Regions from separate parts of the Oryctolagus cuniculus genome. Here region 1 is linked to region 2. A link is a contact called in public Micro-C data. All regions are on one chromosome and are shown on one strand. The core of a region is the stretch at or near the end of the contact, and the rest is flanking DNA. Distances in the headings are between cores, read along the strand shown. Region 1 holds the start of ZNF395 (zinc finger protein 395). Region 2 has its middle 18 kb from the start of EXTL3.

What was found. Hi-C and Micro-C count contacts between places; a contact is called where the count stands out from the background.
Region 1: a Micro-C map of ear pinna shows a contact between it and region 2, with 4 times the contacts expected there. The contact joins the promoter of ZNF395 here to the enhancer-like site in region 2. A contact is called at or near these places in 2 of 6 Hi-C or Micro-C datasets (ear pinna and an unstated tissue).

The regions. Positions count from the first base shown.
Region 1 is chr2:45,748,279-45,750,978 of mOryCun1.1, reverse strand. ZNF395 (zinc finger protein 395) reads right to left here and starts at 1,359. Exons shown (of 11, transcript XM_051831753.2): 1 at 1,202-1,359.
Region 2 is chr2:45,530,569-45,533,268 of mOryCun1.1, reverse strand. No RefSeq gene overlaps it. Among named protein-coding and RNA genes, the nearest start is that of EXTL3, 18 kb to the right of the region's middle. Within about 2 kb of position 1,313, at least 1 of the 8 cell types and tissues checked has an H3K27ac peak or open chromatin away from gene starts, as enhancers often do. A contact at or near this core is called in ear pinna, where this site is marked.

The DNA of each region.
Region 1 (2,700 bases), core at 110-2,609, 220 kb before region 2:
GGGCCCACAGTTCACTGTCTGCTGATCTTTCACTGACTGAGTTTATTTCACACAAAGCCCAGGGGCAAGAGGGAACGCAATTCACATTGTGGTTTAATATGAAAGCTAAATAGAGTTGCACATTTCATCTGATATGATTATAAGACACACATGAACTTACGCCCCATTAAAAACATGCTGGCAATTAAACTTTCTGAACAGCAAAACTGTATGCTTGCCATCAGCATGACATAAACCAAAAACTAACTTGGAAGTATTCAACTGCATTTTAAAAAATATTTAAAAACCCACCCTCAGGGTTCTGCGTTATGGCACAGCCCGAAGGTGGCACCCTGTACCACAGTGCCCGGGATCAAATCTTGGCTACTCCACGTTTCTGATCCTGCAGGAGTTTCCTCTGGTTTTCCCATGTGGCTGCAGAGGCCCAAGGACCTGGGCCATCTTCTACTGCTTTCCCAGGCCACAGCAGAGAGCTAGATTGGAAGTGGAGCAGCCGGGACTCGAACCGGTGGCGCCCATATAGGATGCCGGCACTGCCCGCAGCGGCTTTACCCGCGAAGCCACAGCGCCGGCCCCCAAGTAAGTTTTTTAAAAATAAAACCAACCTCAGACATCACTAACAGCCCGTCAGCGGGCGGTGTGTTGGGGGTGGGGTGGGGTCACCACGGACCCCCACGGAGCCACCCAGAACCGGGGCAGCCAGCGAGCCCCGCCAGGTGCACTGTCGACCAGGCTTCAGCCGGCAACAGCCCGCAGCTGGCCCCGCCGAGGAGCCGGAGCCAGGTTTCCCCGCCGGGCCGCGCGTCGTCCTTGGACTCAGATCAAGTTCATTTTGCGCAGACTTTTATTTACACTTCCAACAGAGCGGCGCGCGCGGACGCACGGCCGCCTCAGCACCCCACGCCGTACCGAGGATGAGCAGGCAACGGGGCGCACACCGGTCCCTTCCCGCCCCCGGCCCCGCGGCGGCCTCTCGGCGCTGCTCCCTCCCCTCCCCGGGCAGCCCGCGGGACAGCCTGCGGCCGGCGGGGAGACCAGGGGGCGGCGACGCGCGAGGAGCGCCTCAGCCTCCCGCCTCCGCTCCCCGTTCCCTACGCCGCCTTCCTCACCGCGGCTTCGCCTCTCCCCGCCTTCCCGGCCTCTCGCTCTGCCTCGCCTTCCCCTCGCCTCTTCCCTCATCTTTCCCTCAGCCCCAGCCCACCGGAGCCACGATGGCGTCTCCCCGGCTCGGTCCTGAGGAGAACGAAGCTCCGGTTCCCGCCGTGGGCTCAGTTCCCACGCTTCCCTAGGCAGAGGCATCTCCCCCGCCCCGGGGGCTAGTCCCGAGGACGACTAAGTTCTGGCCCGCGTAGTGCGAGAGGAAACAACCGCCCACGCAACGATGGCGCGTCCCTCCCGGGTCCGAGAGGGCGGGCTGGACGCCCCCTGGCGGCCGCGGGGCGCAGCGCCGGAGCGCCGAGCGCCGTCTGCGCAGTGGCCGGGCGCCCCCTTGCGGCAGTTCTGGTGATCCTGAAATTCACTGTTACTATTCCAAGCCCTGACTGGAGGGAGATTCAGAGAGAGATCTCACCCACTACCCCGTGCGTTGTTCGGAATGGATGGAAATAACATGAATTAAAGTACATGGCCAGCAAGTGCTCGGGCCCCGCACCCCAGGGGAGACCGGGAGAAGCACCTGGCTCCTGCCTTCGGATCAGCGCGGTGCGCCGACCGTGGCGGCCATTGGAGGGTGAACCAACGGCAAAAGGAAGACCTTCCTCTCTGTCTCTCCCTCTCACTGTCCACTCTGCCTGTCAGAAAAAAAAAAAAAGTACATGGCCAGTAGACAAAGTCATTTGATCAGTAATAATCTTTAAGAGGAATTGAAATTTGAAAACTAGAATATGAAAAATTTAAAAAGCAATACCGTTAACAATTGTTTTGCCTAAAACCAGAGTATAGATATGTATTTGGAAAACCTTGAAGCACTGTTGAAAGAAATCAAACGAAATATAAATCAAGGCAGATATATATTATTCAGGACTGGCAGACTCAATGTTATTAAGATGAAAATTCTCTCAAATTTGACATAGAAATTCAGTGAAACTCCAAATTCCTAGAAAACCATTTCAAATTCTAGAACAGATAACATTTTTTCCTGAAGAAGTCCAACCATGAAGAACTAGCACATCTGGATCCTTGGATCCCAACAGTTAACCTGGACCACCAGCAATTAAGGAAATGGTAGTGAGAAGACAGAGAGATGGATAAATGGAGATGAACTGACAGCCCCAAATAGGCCAAATTGCAGTCAACTGATGGTCAAAAGAGCAAAGGCAACTCAATGGAGAAAGGAATGTCTGTTCCACAATTAGTGATGGGACAGTTGGAAACCACATGGAAAAAAGTAAACACAGACACACACCTTATAACTTATACAAGAATTCATTCAAAATGGCCCATATACTTATATTCAAAATGTGAAACTATAAGAAATCTAGACTAAAATGGCTATGAACAGATGTTTCATGACAAGTTTCTAGATGCAAGTCCAAAAGCCAATTTAAAAGAAAATAAATGATAACACAGACCTTGTTAGAATAAAAAGTCTACTCTGTGGGGGCAGGTTCTATGGATCAGTGGGTTAAGTCACCAGTTGGGATGCCGGCATTCAACGTCAGAGTGCTTGGTTTGAGTCCTGCCTATTCTAAGCTTCCAATC
Region 2 (2,700 bases), core at 64-2,563:
TCATGCAATCTTCCCAATTCTATTACATTTCCATTTCACAGATGTGGAAAGCAGAGGATGATTAAGTAACTTTCTCAAAGTTACACAGCTAAGCTACAGCTGGGATTTGTATCTTTCAACCTGGCTCCAAATCTGTAATCTGAAACATCACTTTATATTTATTACTTCTCAAAAAACTGAAATATTTGTATTTCAATATCACATGAAATGAAAAATCCATATTTTGCTGTACACCATATCAAAGTGTTCCTCTGTCCTGAGTCATGGAGAGACCACCAGGCTGGAACTAAGTTGGCACAGCCCATGTCAGGGCAGTGTATTTTAATCCCTGGTCAAGCAAATCTGGAGGAAATAAACTTATCACCTCAACCTTTTATACAAAATATTTCTAAAATGTTTAAATTAAAATTTATGTTTGTGAAAGACAGAGATTTTTACCTCTGCTGGTTCACTCTCCAAATGCCTGCAACTGTTCTGGTTGGGCCAGGCAGAAGCCAGGGCCAGGAATTCAATCTGGGTCTCTCATGTGGGTAGCAAATACCCAATTAGTTGAGCCATCACCTGCTGCCTCCTACGGTGCACACTAGCAGGAAGCTGGAACTGGGAACAGAGCCAGGCTTCAAACCTAGGCACTCTAATGCAAGATGCAGGCACCCCCGAGTGATGTCTCAACCAGTGTGTTTGAGATCAGCCTTATTAAGGGTAAGGAATGGAGAGGAGTTGAATGGAACTTGCATTTCCGGAACACCTACTACATGAGTTATCGTATCTCATTTAGCCTCATCACAACTCTATGCTTAGCCAAATGCTGAAGACTTGGAAGCTGAGAAGCAGGTGAAAGGACTGTATTTTCTCCATATTCTTGCTGTAGATTTTGCAAATGCTCCAGCAATAACTCCCAGTAGAGCTGATTTACAACCTGGGCCAACAGCAAGTGCCCAGAAAAACCTCTCAGAACAGAACTGCCAAGCCCTTACTGGAAATGCAATGGGGTGGAGACCGTACCATTTCCGGCATTTCTCTTGGGGAAGGTGGAGTCCTTAGCTGTGAGAAATGGCTGGTGAGCCCGTGAGTGGGGTGGGGCAGCTGGACCAGCCTGGAGCCTGGCACGGGGAGGTCTGGTTTATGCAGGCTTTTGCTTTGCTGGGCTGGTGTGCAAGGCTCGAGAGGGACTCCTTCAGGACAAGAGAGGATGAGCTGCCACCAGCGGGTGCTCTGCACAGGACAGCGCTTGACCTTCCCTTCCAAACCAACCGCCAAAGACTGGCAAATCGCCAGTCTCCCAGGGCAACTACGTTAGCCTGGGCTCCCCCCACCCCGCCTCTGCCTGGCAGCCCTCCTTCCTCCGCCCACCTGCCCCAGGGAGGCCTCTTCCCCACCGCAGACAGCCCCTCTCTGTGGGTCGTAAAGAGTGAAGGAACCACATTGCCCGCAGCGGCGTTCTATCTCTAAGCACTTTGGAAGTTACTGTGTCTATAAATGGAGGTCATTTAGGGATTTTATGTGACTTTCGCTTGGCATAAATCTTTTCCGTTCTTAATAACATGCTACTGTCAATTGTTTTCCTGAGGAGAAAACAGCAAGCCTCCACATAGGGCAATTCCAGCAGGCTTTGCGTCTTTTGTCTTTGTAACTTTCAGAGTGACAGCTATATAGCCGAAAAATCAAATTTCCATGTAATAATGTACTTGTGAGCCTAAATTAATGCGAAATGTGTTTTGTAAAACAAAATCCGCTTTTTACAGTGAAATAATTCAGGATGCTGTAAAAATAATGGTTGGCGGTCTGTCTCCCACACCCTAGAAGGAAGAAATGAGGGAAGAGAAGGGGTTTCTGGAGGGTGGGGGGCAGAGAAGAGGAAGAGGAAGAGGAAGAGGAAGGAGAAGGCGGCGAGGGAGGTGGATGAGGTTGATGCGCGCGGACAGAGGCGGAACAGGTGCTGAGGCGTGTGCCCGCGGTGAAGCTGGGCCCTGGCTGCTGGTGCTGTCAGAGTTTTCCTTAACGGTGAGGCAGGGCGTGAAGCGAGCGATCAAGGAAAACTGTCAGAAACTGCTTCGTCCGCCATTTTCCCTCAGGGCGCGCGCACACACACACACCTGTTCACTCACACACACACACACACACGCACGCACGCACGCCTTCTGTCCCCGCAGTTAAAACTGCAAAGAGCAGGCTCCCATCACTTCTGCTCACAAGGTGTGCGCGCACCTCCGTCTGCCGTGCTGGTGCTGTCGGCGTGTTTCCTAGCTTTCCCCACATCATATGCTCACGCAGCCCTGGCGGATGCCGCCCTGGCTCGGCCCCAAGGAGCAAGGCTCGTCTCTGTTTTGGAATTTGTGGTAATCCATAGGTTACTGTAATTTTATATTTTTAGAATGTATTTTTGTACTTTAAAAATAGTTCATTTAATGCTATTTATTTGAAAGACAGCATGTCTCACACATACATACACATACATGCACACACACACACACACACACAGAATCTTCCATCCTCTAGTCACTCCCCAAATGCCCACAAGAGCCAGGGCTGAGCCAGGCTGAAATCAGGAGCCCAGAACTCCACGGGGATCTTTCACATGGGTGGCAGGGACCCACATACTTGAGCCATCTGCTGCCCCCCGGGATCCGTATTAGCAGGGAGCTGGAAGCGGAGCCGCCCGTCCCCAGAACCCAGACATTCCTATCCAGGTAACATACA